4 separate regions of the Sus scrofa genome follow, and regions 1, 2 and 4 are each linked to region 3. A link is a contact called in public HiChIP or PLAC-seq data. All regions are on one chromosome and are shown on one strand. The core of a region is the stretch at or near the end of the contact, and the rest is flanking DNA. Distances in the headings are between cores, read along the strand shown. Region 1 has its middle 89 kb from the start of CLIC6. Region 2 overlaps CLIC6 (chloride intracellular channel protein 6). Region 3 has its middle 200 kb from the start of SETD4. Region 4 overlaps RUNX1 (runt related transcription factor 1).

What was found. HiChIP or PLAC-seq counts read pairs in DNA pulled down with a chosen protein or histone mark.
Region 1: an H3K27ac HiChIP or PLAC-seq map of alveolar macrophages shows a contact between it and region 3. The contact joins two enhancer-like sites. A contact is called at or near these places in 26 of 47 Hi-C or Micro-C datasets (alveolar macrophages, blood, embryonic fibroblasts and 13 more) and 2 of 2 datasets of contacts at active chromatin or transcription factors (alveolar macrophages and skeletal muscle).
Region 2: a contact with region 3 is called in an H3K27ac HiChIP or PLAC-seq map of alveolar macrophages. The contact joins two enhancer-like sites. A contact is called at or near these places in 13 of 47 Hi-C or Micro-C datasets (alveolar macrophages, blood, embryonic fibroblasts and 7 more) and 2 of 2 datasets of contacts at active chromatin or transcription factors (alveolar macrophages and skeletal muscle).
Region 4: a contact with region 3 is called in an H3K27ac HiChIP or PLAC-seq map of alveolar macrophages. The contact joins two enhancer-like sites. A contact is called at or near these places in 1 of 47 Hi-C or Micro-C datasets (embryonic fibroblasts) and 2 of 2 datasets of contacts at active chromatin or transcription factors (alveolar macrophages and skeletal muscle).

The regions. Positions count from the first base shown.
Region 1 is chr13:198,337,823-198,341,002 of Sscrofa11.1, forward strand. No RefSeq gene overlaps it. Among named protein-coding and RNA genes, the nearest start is that of CLIC6, 89 kb to the left of the region's middle. Within about 2 kb of position 1,874, at least 20 of the 83 cell types and tissues checked have an H3K27ac peak or open chromatin away from gene starts, as enhancers often do. A contact at or near this core is called in alveolar macrophages and retroperitoneal adipose tissue, where this site is marked.
Region 2 is chr13:198,273,491-198,276,750 of Sscrofa11.1, forward strand. The region is part of intron 1 of CLIC6 (chloride intracellular channel protein 6); the gene reads left to right. Among named protein-coding and RNA genes, the nearest start is that of CLIC6, 24 kb to the left of the region's middle. Within about 2 kb of position 1,586, at least 1 of the 83 cell types and tissues checked has an H3K27ac peak or open chromatin away from gene starts, as enhancers often do. A contact at or near this core is called in alveolar macrophages, where this site is marked.
Region 3 is chr13:199,388,258-199,391,309 of Sscrofa11.1, forward strand. No RefSeq gene overlaps it. Among named protein-coding and RNA genes, the nearest start is that of SETD4, 200 kb to the right of the region's middle. Within about 2 kb of position 1,539, at least 5 of the 83 cell types and tissues checked have an H3K27ac peak or open chromatin away from gene starts, as enhancers often do. A contact at or near this core is called in alveolar macrophages and retroperitoneal adipose tissue, where this site is marked.
Region 4 is chr13:198,377,613-198,380,781 of Sscrofa11.1, forward strand. The region is part of intron 7 of RUNX1 (runt related transcription factor 1); the gene reads right to left. Among named protein-coding and RNA genes, the nearest start is that of CLIC6, 130 kb to the left of the region's middle. Within about 2 kb of position 1,684, at least 16 of the 83 cell types and tissues checked have an H3K27ac peak or open chromatin away from gene starts, as enhancers often do. A contact at or near this core is called in alveolar macrophages, where this site is marked.

The DNA of each region.
Region 1 (3,180 bases), core at 624-3,123, 1.1 Mb before region 3:
GGTGTCACAGGGAGTGGGCTGGGAATGGCCTGCAGTGGTTCCCTAGGGCGTGGAGGGGTGGGTCCCAGTCAGCACACTTTGCAACAGTCGGAGAGCAGCTGAGAATGGGCACACTGGTCCAGCTGACTGAATCGCTGCCAGTGGAAGGGACCTCGAGGTGGGGGTCAGTGGGGACGGTGACTGGGGCGGGACTGGCTGGCTGGGGCTCCTCTCCTCTGCGTCCCCCAGAGCTCAGGAAGGTGAGGTGGGGCTGGAGAAGGAGTTTATGGCCAGGGAAGCTCAGAGATGGTCACAAAGGAGCAGTCAAGACCCACTGCGGCGGGGGGGGGGTGTGTTACAAACCCAACTAGTATCCAGGAGGATGTGGGCTCAATCCCTGGCCTCACTCAGTGGGTTAAGGATCCGGTGTTGCTGCAAGTTGTGGTATTGGTTGCAGATGTGGCTGGGATCTGTGTCTGGCTCTGATTCGACCCCTAGCCTGGGAACTTCCATGTGCCACAGGTGCAGCCCTAAAAAAGCAAAAATACATACATACATACAAGTTAATTGAAGAGAGTTCAGCTTGGGGACACACATTTCGTGTGCGTGTACGTGTGTGTGTGTTGGAGCTTTTTTACTTATTTAAAACATGTTATCTAGAGCAAGAAATCCCCAGACATACCAGCCCAGAGCCGTAAACCACGAGAGACCAGACAGCCTTCAAAATATGCAGAGATGGCAACTCCTCATGGGCGAAGCCAGTCATGGGTCTTCGAGCGGACTGAGCTGCCAGCAGCCCCCTGGGGTGACTGGGTTATGATGGGGGACAGTCCCGCAGACCTGGCACTCTGCATCTTGTCAGTGCTGGGCATGACGCCCTTTTCTGAGCGCTTTTTGAAGCTTTTATACCCTGCTGGGCTCTGGGCCTCAGATGCAAAGGGAGTCAATAACTCTGCAAAAAGTCACCAGACAATTTATCCCCTTGGCACCAAGCCTAGAATTCTAATCAGTTCTTGACTGCTTCAAAGTCTTCTTGCTTTGGATCTTCCAAATTGAAAATAAATATCGAGGGCAATTACCTTCCTTTAGCCCTCTGATGTTGAAGATTGGTTCTCATCCATTAATTCAAGAAACTTCTCGTTTCTTTGGGAAGGTATTGGCCCTTGGAACTCTTAACTCAGTATCAACACAGTCCTCTAGGTTTTGAATTTTTTTAAAAGAGAGGATTTATTATACTCTAGGTTAGTATTTTCCTATTTTGAAGAAGTCTTGATCATACCAGACGCTCTTCCAAGGGGTAAAAAAAAGCCGGTTTCTTCCTATTACTGGATGCCCGCTATCCTCAGAGCATCCTCAAGAGGGCAGCAAAGTACAACGTCTGGTCGCATTTCCCGGCTGGGGCAGCCCCTGAACCCTCAGAGCGGATTTGGAACTTGCCTCCCTGCGGGGTGCGGAGCGAGGGGTGAAGAGCAAGGATGGTTACTGGGTTACTGATCGCCTTCTTAGGCAGTTCTCTGGGCTCGCCAGGAAAGCACATCCCCTGGAAGGAAAGCCAGAGCTCCCCCAGTCTCATTTTCAGAGAGCTGCGAACATGACCAGACCTATTAATTACTTAATTGAGGTTCTGGGCTTTGAAGATGAAAAGTGGCGAGTTCTGCTGTCTCCAGTCCGGGGAGCTCTTTCTCGGGGCCCTTCTGAGTCTCGCTTTCAAGTTACCAGGTTCATTTTGGTGACCTTCTCGGGCGATAGGGATAACCCATCCCGCCCCTGTGGGTCAAGGGAGTGTTATCTCCTGAAACCACTTCCTTGAGCTCAAGTCACACTAAGCCGACCACAGCGTCCCAGCAGAGGGCTTGGTCGCACTTAGCGTGTGTCTCTGTCACCGTGCCCTGACCGAGTCACAGGCTCCCAGTGGTGGCTGAGAAGCAGCAGGGGATGCTGGCTCATGAATGACTCTGCTGGGCTGAGACCAACTGAAACGGGGGAGCCTGGTGGCTTTGTGGCCCTGCCTGGGGCATAGAGTCTCAGCCCCATAATTGACTGGCACCTCCGGGCACCAGGCCAGCTTGGCCTGAATTCCCTCATCCCGGGGAAGGGGACAGGGAGAGTGGGAGGAAGAGGAGGGAGTCGCCTGCACACGTGGGATAAAGACACAGGCAATAATGGAAACATTAAGCCGATGCTTCGTTTACAAACAACTTTCACATCCGACGTTATCTCGCGGGAGTCTCTGAAAGGCTGCGTGAAGTTGAGGACGTGCGTGGGAAAAGCGGCCAGCAGGATCCTGGAGCCACAGAAAGAAAAGAGTTGCGGGCAGGAAGTGAGGACCCGGAGCAGAGCGTCTTCCTTGAAAGCCCTCCTTCCTCCAGTCCGCCCTCCCACCCGCCTGTCTTCGGATTAGATGGAAACCTGGTTGTGGTTGGGAAGGCAAAATCCGAAATGCAACCATCCCCGAATTGGGACCCGCACCTCAGATTGGAGCCTTCTTGGGTACAGAATTTAAAATTAATCCTTATCAAGCGGGGCTATTGACACACCCTGCAGCTCCTAGTCATTCTTGCAGATGTTGTAAATACTTCTCCTTTGCATCTGGACTGAAAGGCAAGAGAAATCACTTAGGAAACTACAAAGTCCAGATTCACTACCGAGGGCTGGAGAGAAAAGAAGCCCGCGCTCCAGGGCGGGGTCTTTTCCTGCGCTGGGCGAGCGTGTTTTCTTCCCCAGCACAGGTGTCTTTTCACTGCAGCCCAGGGCCTCGCCCGATTTTGCGTTACCTGATGTTTTGAGGGCCTGAGCACAGTTTCTGTGGCTGGATTATTACAGCCTCAGGAGCAAAACCTTGACCTGCTTCGTTTGAAAGCACCCGGCACAGGTCTGCTTAGGTTGTCTTCCACGCAGGCACGTGGATGCGCCGGTGGACGGAGCGGAGACAGGCAAGGGGCAGATTCATCAAGATAGCTGTGGTTGGTGAAGTCCTTTTGGTTACAAACCACAGAAGTGGATTCTGGCTTATCGATTTAATCAAAGTGAATTGAAAACTGGGGATGCTCTGGAGGGAGACTGGGGTTTCACGGTTCAGAGGGGGTGTTGGTTAAGTTGCCCCTTCCTCGCTCAGCTGTCCCTCTTACCGAGAGATGCCCTTGACACCACAGGCGTCAACTCCTGGTGTCTAGGTTTGCTGGTCCAACCACCAACTCCCAA
Region 2 (3,260 bases), core at 336-2,835, 1.1 Mb before region 3:
AGGGGATCCGAGCCTCGTCTGCAACCTACACCACAGCTCACGGCAACGCCGGATCCTTAACCCACTGAGCAAGGCCAGGGATCGAACCCGAAACCTCATAGTTCCTAGTTGGATTCGTAAACCGCTGGGCCACGACGGGAACTCTTGCCATCTTTCAATATTAAAAGGAAAGCATTCTAAAATCCACACTGGTCATAAGAATTCCCTCAATAAGCTTTAAGATATTTCTGATTAACTGACTAGTTTCCACTTGAACAAAAAATGTAAAATTCCCAGTCCCCTCCCTTCCTCACCTCAATACATAGAACTTTCTTCAGTTGGTCACTGAAACCGACATGAGTGTCTTTAAAGCACTAGACTTTCTTCCTTGTAAAAAGACAGTTCCAGACCTTTGGTCTTCCTTTTTTTTTTTTTTTTTTAGCCACACCAGCAGCATATGGAGGTTCCCAGGCTAGGGGTCAGATCAGAGCTCTAACTGCTGGCCTACACCAGAGCCACAGCAGCGCGGAATCCAAGCCTCATTTGCACCCTACGCCACGGCTCATAGCAATACCAGATCCTTAACCCACTGAGCAAGGCCAGGGATCAAACCTGCGTCCTCATGCATACTAGTTGAGTTCATTAACCACTGAGCCATGACAGGAACTCCTGGTCTTCTTAAACATAAACATTACAAAGAAAAAGAGAAAGCAGGTGCCTTTTTTATTTTTTAAGCAAACTACAATTTCCAAAGAATTATGCAAATGAGCTAGAGAATTCTCAACAAATTGAGAAAGCTGAATCTGAACATTTTAGAGGTAATCAGAATTTCCATGGCTACTCTCCCACCCACCACGCTTCCTCCTCCCTTCTTTCCTCAGGTTTTTTTTTGGGGGGAGGGGTGTTTTCAGGGCTGCGCCTGCGGCATGTGGAAGTTCCCAGGTTAGGGGTCGAAATCTGAGCCATAGCTGCTGGGTTGTACCACAGCCACAGCAACGTGGCATCCGAGCCAGGTCTTCAACCTACACCACAGCTCATGGCAACACTGGCTCCTTAACCCACTTAGAGAGGCCAAGGGTCAAACCTGTGACCTCATGGATACAAGTCAGGTTTGTTTCCACTGAGCCAGGATGGAAACTACCTCCTCATGGTTTTTTAAATGAGACTCCAGAGATAATTTATACGTCTCCAACTGTTATTTTCCTATCATAAGCAAAGTATGCACAAGTCAGCTGCTGATCTCAAATCGAGATGCATTAGTAAAGGCATTACTGTTCAGGTCCAAAGTTGTGTTTGGTTCAGACCACTGCAGTGCCCAGGACAGGAAGACGATGCCCTCTTGGGGTAATTTTCCTGTGGGGTCTGAAGGGGCCAGGGTATGGAGAGAGACCAAGACATTCTAGTCTTTCCAGGACTTTCCTAGTTTTAAAACGGATAATTCTGGGTAGTAGGAAACCCGAGTCTCCGGCAAATTGCGAAGGTTTAGCCTCTAAAGGGCCTAAAAACGAATCTGTGACATTTTCCACCAAACTCTAAAGAGGGATGGGTGTGTTTGAAGGAAAGGTGCTACGTCGGGAGAGTGCATCGCAAGACCACGAGGGGGCGCCAACAACCTCTTGAAGACGGTGTACAGTCTGACGCTGTTAAAGCCCTTCTGAGAAGGCAGGTTCTAAAAACTACCTTGAGGAACCAAGATCACCAAGATTAAAAAGAACAAAATGTCGGAGTTCCTGTTGTGGTGCAGCGGAAACGAACCCGACGAGGAACCATGAGGTAGAGGTTTGATCCCTGGCCTCGCTCAGTGGGTTAAGGATCTAACGTTGCCGTGAGCTGTGGTGTAGGTGGCAGAGGTGTTTCGGATCTGGTGTTGCTGTGGCTGTGGTGTAGGCTGGCAGCTGTAGCTCCGATTAGACCCCTAGCCTGGGAACCTTCACATGCCACGGGTGTGGCCCTAAAAAGCCCCCCCCACCCAAAAAGAGCAAAATGTCATGGGTAGACCCCTCATCCTCTTGGGAGCGTGATCTGTGACTGTGCCTTGTTACATTTTTGACCAGATGGATCCTCAATCTTACCTAATTGAAAAAAATGGGGTGAAAAATACAGCCTCCTGAGTCAAGAGGAAAGCTATGTTTGGGGCTTGTCTGCCAGACTCTGTGGCCTCATAGCTGACGTGGAAGAGCCAGCAGGCCCTCCTATAATTCAGGTCAGAAGTGTGGGTATAGTTCACAAGTCCGCAAAGAGGAGCTTGGCTTTTGGGGGGCTCGACACAGAGCTTCTTCAGATGACCACCTTGCAAATCCTTGGCAAACGAGGAGAGGCTCCTGCAGGAAGTTTCTGGGAATAGGCTAAGTGCTGCCTGCTTCAGGGTTCACCTGATCGATGTGGGCTTGATTCACTGAACCATCTTAGGACAAGGTTTAGGATTTCCATATGGGAGTCAGCAGCTGGACTAGTTTCCTGTTGCTGCTGTAACAAATGACCACAACCTTGGTGGCTTAACGCAAATGTATTATTTTACAGGTCTCTTGGTCAGAAGTGTGACACAGGCCTCTCTGGGCTAAAACTGAGGCACGTGTTGGGCCTCCATTTCTTTTTGGAGGCTCCAGGGGAGAATCCGTGCCATTGGCTTTTCCAGTTTCTACAGGACACCTGCATTCCTTGGTTCAGAATCTTCCCCCACCTTCGAAACCAGCAATATGCATCTCTGACCATTTTTCTCTAGTCCAGTCTTCCCCGATCAAGCTGGAAAAGGGTCTCGCTATAAAGGATGCATGTGATCAGACAGGGCCCACTGAACCACCCCCATCTCAAAGCCACGGCCTTGACCACCTGTGCAGAGCTCTTTGTTGCCATAGGTAGCATATCCGTAGGTTCTGAGAGCTGGGATGTGGACGTCCTTGGGGGACCATTATTCTGCCTACTGTACCAGCAAATGGTCTTGGAGCTTGTTCTTCCACGTTCTGTCGTTCTCACCCCAGACCACAGCTAGAATGAGTTGTGGTCGAGCATCGATCCACTAGTTATTTTGCTGGCTGCTCTGAGATGGCCCCACTGGTTCTTAACTAACCCCGTCTCAGACTGCAATGGGAAGGGCAAGTCCAAAAACATCTTTTTTCTACCGAAGGCAATGGTCTTGGTTTGTGCTCAGCACCCTCTGGTGCTTTTACTGAAAGCTATCTATGGCCAAGATCAGGCATTCGCTTTAAAATCCCAGACCCCAACTCTTTGGGCCACATGACATGGAACATGCCACATGGGCTGTGATGAACTGGATTCAAGTG
Region 3 (3,052 bases), core at 289-2,788:
CTGCCATGTGAGGCTCGAAGGGAGCCCAATACAACAAATAGTGGGGAGTGATTGGCATGGCCACCCTCTGCATTTTTCGGATCCCCTTCGGGACTGAAAGGTGCATTTCTGCAGAGCTGGGAGGACTGTCCTTGCTCTGCAGATGCTGCCCTGGGCTGATGAGAACCACCTTGCATGAGATCACACCCTTTTCCTGCAAAACCTGAAGTCTAATGACTGGCTGACAAGTCAGGAGCATGGCAGCCTGACCTCCTGCTCCAACTCAGCAGGATTCTGAAAACGATGCCAGCTTCCATGGGATAAGAGCCACATTGTTCAATTTCTCCTCTGGCCCCTGCTGCTTCCTCCCTGGTTGGATCACCAGAGTGCCCCTAACCAACGTCCACCATGCTGATGTGCCCCTCACCGTCTGCTTCAGGAACCCACCCTGATGCCAGAAGTGGTTCCAGAAAGCAAGGCTAATTAATATAATTTCAGAACTGGACCACCCACTGCCCAGCTAGCAGTGAATCTCTATCACGCAGCTCGAGGTTCAAAGCAGCAGAGAACTGGGGCAGGAAATGCATGGCCCGTGCATTTCCACTGGCTGTTTGAGAAATACAAACAGGAAAGAGCCATTCTGAAGAGGTAAGATTGGATGGCTGTTGTCCAGGTCTCTTGATGTTTGGGAGGGTGACAGCAAAAGCCTGAGGATGTTAACCATCAATGAAATGCTAAGTGTGAAAGGCAGAAGTCCTCCTTGCCAGCTCCTAAAGAGACTCAGCCCTCGTATTCAAATTGCAGAGAAAGCTAAGGATCAGGCACAGGACTTATTCATGAAAATAGCAGGGTTCCACGGGATCTCAACCAAACCTGGCAGCTCTGCTTGGACAAAGCTCAGAGCTCCTGGTGGGAAAGAATCATGCCCCCAGTCCCCAAGTGTTTAGGAACAGATAAACTGATGGTTGCCAAGGCTTACACAAATAAGAGCTATCACAGTGAGGAAGCTCAAGGGGGAAGTTTCTAAACTGTCTCCTACCCCAGCCAAGAGAGTAAATCAAAAACGATATCGTATCCTTGGATGGGTTAGAGGGGGAGGTTTGGATTTTGAAGCTTAGAACTACCCTTAAGTACCTACAGGATGCAGAGTGTGGCTGTTATCATATCACCATTGAATTAATCAGTCTGGGCCCTGCAGAACTCACATCGGTCCTGGAGGGTGACAGACTCCTACAGACTTAAACAAGCAGCAGCCACAGCTGGCACTGAAGCTTCCTTACCAGATAGTCTATTTTTTCTTAAACACAGGCTCAGGTACATGGTGTGCAGCCTTTGATCTGGGAACTCTGTCCTTTCATCCCTATCAAAAAGAAGGATCAGAAACAGTTCACATTTGCTCAGAACAGACAACGGTATTCATTTGCAGTGTTGACCCAGGGCTATGCTAACTCTCTTCTCTCTGTCATAATATAGTCTGAGGAGCCCTGGACAAGCTGGGCATTTGCAGGATATCAGGCTGGGGGTGACATCATGTAAATCAGACCTGATGAGCAAGAAGTGTCAAGGATACTCAAAGCCTTCACAAGTCAGACTCATGCCATAAATAAAATGGGAACTAACCATCACAGGCCACATCAGCAAACTTTTTAAAGGTCTAGGGTCTAGGCATTTCAGGATATCTCAGCCAAAGTAAATAACAAATTATTATCTCACCCCTTCTTAAAAAAAAAAAAAGTAAAACTGCAGCACAATAGCCTTTAGGTTTCAGGGACACTAGTTTCACAGTTGGGAATATTGCTCGTATCCATATAACAAGGGATAGAATGGCCATCAAAACAGGGAAATCTCTGCAAAAGTCCTGCCACAGCATAAATGGCCCTATGGCCTAAGCTTCATGGCCCAGCAGACCCTCTGGCATTAGTAGTACTAGTGATGGAAAAGAAACACAGTGTGGAGTTTTTGGCAATCCAAATTGGGAAAATCACAACTCCGAAACTTAAGAGTTCTGGAGCAAACATGTCCACTACATCTAATAACAATATAGCTTTAGAATAAAGAGCACCCCGCATGCTGCTGTCCCCAACCAGGGGACACGAGGTAATCAACCATCCATGATGAGCTGGGTTCCGTCACACCCAGGAAGCCACATACCCAACAGCCATCTATTGTAAGATGAAAGTGGTGCATCCAGATCAGGGCATAAACAAGTTATCCCAGCAGGTACCCCAGATCTCCATGGTATTCACCATTGCTGCATCAGTGCCTCCCCTTAGCTCATACCCATGGCCACATGGGAGGTCCGTTATGACCAGCTGATGGAGCAGGGGAAAGCCCAAGCTTGATTTATCCATGAGTCAGCTGAATACCAAAGGCACAAGCCAAACAAACAGTGGCTGCTGTTCAGCCTCACTTGGAGGGGGCGGCCTTAAAAGATAGTGGTTGGAGGAAACCATCCCAAAGTCAGCACTTTGGATGGCGCGTACTCCATGTTAAAAGGGAACTGGGACTTGGAAATGGCCAGTGTACAGATAACATGAGGTCCTTACACCATGACTGGACTTGGATAGACAGCAACATCTCTGGGTAGTTTATGTCACTGTCTCCAAAATCTAGACAAGCATCAGAACCACCTGTTGAAAAGTTTTAAAGACTGTAAGTCCCTAACCCCCATCTCAAAATTACTGAAATAAATGCCCCAGAGAAGGAGCTCATACGTCTATATTTTATGAAAGATCCTTAAGTGATTCTGCTATTGCTAGTCCTTGAACTGGTATTTGGAAAACATTTGTTTAAGTGATCAGCAATGCCACAAAGAAGAAAAAAAAAATATTAGCAAATACTGCAAACACACAACTAGTCCTATTGTGGTAATCATTTTGCAACATATATGTGTATCAAATCATCGTGTTGTACAGCTTAAACTTAGAGTGTTATATGTCAATTATATCTCATAAAGCTGGGGGGGGAGAAAAATATATAAATTTTTAAAATCAAGCACATGTAAGACTATGCGCTTTAATATATGTCACCCTCTGGGGTATGTGTTATTACTAACCCATCTGGTAGGTGAGAA
Region 4 (3,169 bases), core at 434-2,933, 1.0 Mb before region 3:
ACCCAACGCATGCCCTAGCAGTGACCACCACATCACTCTTTTCTTCCTTATATCTATCTTCAGATCACTCCCACATCTTTAGAAATAGGATAGCCTTGATTTCACAGGGTTTTCTCTAATATATATTTCACTGATTTGTTAACAGGAGTGGCTCCAGGACCTTGATTGGTCTACTCTGTTTTTGTACATGTTGAAATTTTACCAGGAATGGCAAAACTTTGTCTATAAAACACATTGTTTTAGGATTATGGCATTTACAGTTTCACAGACCAGATTGACTTTGGCTGTCTTTTGTTGCGTCTTTCTACAGTTTTCTTAACCACGGGCTGCCAAAGTCCTGGGGGGTTTGGGTGCCAGGATGGGTTTCCTGTGTCCTGTAGATCAGTTTCCTGACAGTGGCACTACTGGTATTTGGGGCCAGACTTGCTGCGGCAGTGGGGGGGGGCTGTCCAGTGCATTGTGGGATGTTTGGCAGCATCCTTGGCCTTTGCCCACCAGATGTCAGTAGTGCCCTCACTCCCCCCATTGTGACAACCAACAAGGTCTCCAGACTTTCCAGCTGTCCTGGTGGTAGGGGTGAGGGGAGCAAAAATACCCCCACTGAGACCTACCACTGTGGATGTAGGATGGTGTCCTGGGGTAGTTTCTGTTCCTTAGAATTAATTATTCATTAAATGACCAGGCCAGGACTATAGTCTTTACGTCAGCAACAAAACAACAGAGACAAGAATTGAATGTTTTAAAATTTATAAGTTCTCAAATCAACATAGAAAATAACTCCAAGCTCAGGATGGCATGTGGCCTGTGTCCTTTTGTGTATAGGCCCACAGAGAAACTTGATGGAGCCAAGAGCTAGCTCTGAAAGGAAAGCTACCGGGTGAATTAATCTCTTTTTGGAAGGCATCGGCTGTTGATCAACTTCCTCATATTTCAAGTCTGTTATTCCAGCAGGGAGAGCTAGTGTTCTCTCTCTCTCTGTCTCTCTCTCATCTCTCCTCTCTCCCTCCCTCTCCTCAGCCTTCCTTCCCTCCAAATGAACTCCTCTGTAAATTTGGGGTGCATGTGATGAGGGGATATACTCCTCATCAAAAAGGTAATTAAAGTTTACAGAAACAACCGAAGTCTGCGGCAGATCTCTCCACTAATGAGGAAACCAGGAGTCTGACTTTCAAACAAACACTCCTGTTAATCTTTTCAAAGCGAGTCAGACATGTGGGTAGGGGAAAAAGTTGTAAACTGACAGTGGTTCTAGGGCCGCCCTTCCACGGACACTCTCTAGCTCATCCTGAAGCCAGGCCGCACCTCATTCCACAGGGTTCGTCCCTGCCCACTGGGGCCATCTGTGAGCAAGCCCCTGTCACTTGTTTTTGCTCACACAGAGAGCCGTGACATGCTTGAGAGTTAACAGGAAGCTTTACTCCATTTTTCCAGTTAAGATTTCTATAGTCCAGGGAGAAGCCGAGGTAGGAGGAAAAGCATTAGGCAAACACAATTTGTTGTCATCTGATGCAATATTCCGGACACAAATAAATGACTCCACCCATTATTCCTCTTGCTTCATTTGCCCTGAGACAAAAAGGTGAATCCACTGGAAAATGAATGAAAGGTCACCCTGTTTCATGACGGTGTCTGGACATGCTCTGCCAGTCTGTTCCAACCACTACATGGTAACCTGGTGATGGCAGCAAGTTACTGGAATCCTCAGTGAGTCCGTGGTTTGTCACGGACATAAGTAATGGAATGATGTGACAGTCTCAGCTGTCAGGGGAAAATAGCTCTTTCACTTGTGGGCACAGTATCTGTAAGATCTTAGATGTTGCCTGTGATTCTTCTTCTGTCTGCACTGTACCAATGCCACACTACAAAAGACCATCCATTTGGTCTAATTATCCTTTATATATATATTTTGATAACAGAATAGCTTCGGCCCTCTAGATAGGCTCAGACTCAATATACCTATTCACCTATTTGTTTTCATTTTTATGTCCAATTGGATTCCCCCTACCAAGCCCCACCAATCACGCACAGTTCACCCACCCTGCCTTAGCTCGTTTGTCCTTTTGGCTGGCTTGGTGCCCCCTTACTCAGTGGTAGTGTTGGCAGAGATGGGGACCCCTCATATTCCCAGGGAGCTTTTAAAAAGTAGGAAATCTGGGGATTAGGCGGTTCAGGCATTTTAGTTGGGATTGTTTCCCTACCGATGGGGCTAAATATTTGCCATGGCAGCTCAAGTCTTCCTTCTGCAGCTCGATGTGGATGAAAGCAGACCCACTCTGGGCCCCTCCCACTGCCCCCAAAGGATTAAACAGCCTGAGCAGATAATGGCTGCCTTAAAAGGATCTTTTGCATGACTCAGATTAATGCATGCTGTCTGTCGCCCAGGTTGGCAGCTAAACATTATTTAAAAAGAAAAAAAGAAAAGAAAACCTCCAGATGACAACTCTTTTCAGACAAGGTGTGGAGTCTGTCTACAAAGGGAAGAGAAAGAGACAGAGCACAGGTCCCTCCTGCAAAAGGAAGCCCAGGTGGGGCTGGGGGGTGGATTCAGGGAAAGCTGGCTCAGAGCTGTGCAGGCTCTCAAAGCTGGCCGCCAGGCAGCCACTTTTCTTTTAAGTATCCCAACCCCCTCCTGCCCCCAGGCGGATGACAACACTTTTCAGGCCTGGGCTCCAGGCTTGGTTTCTCAGAGGGAGAGCTGCCAAGTTGAAGAGCAGTCTCCCATGCTGTTCTCTGCCACCGGTGAAAGCACCTCTGGAATTCTCCCAGGCCCACCCTCCAAGACAGCGCAGGGTCATGCTTGGGTGCTGAAATGGGTCGCCTTGGTTTTTATCTATTTCACACCCTCATGCTATAAAACGCCTTTCTATTACTCCCTGGCTAACTGAAGTCCAGACTATTCCCAAGTGTAGCTGTGAGAGGTGATTTGAGAGTGCACATGCAACGTCCCTGTGGAAAGAGAAGCCCCCCTTACATCTGAACTGGTCAGTTGGAGCAGCTAGAGTTCTTGGATTTAAGGTGCCCACTGTCTTGGGTGCAGACCAACTCAAAAGACTTCCACAATAAATTCGAAGGGACACACACACAGCAGGGACATTTCCAAGGAAAAGAGTAATTGCTTCAGAGGTAGACCATTGCCAATGGGCAGAGCAGCACCACCAAGAAGAAGAAT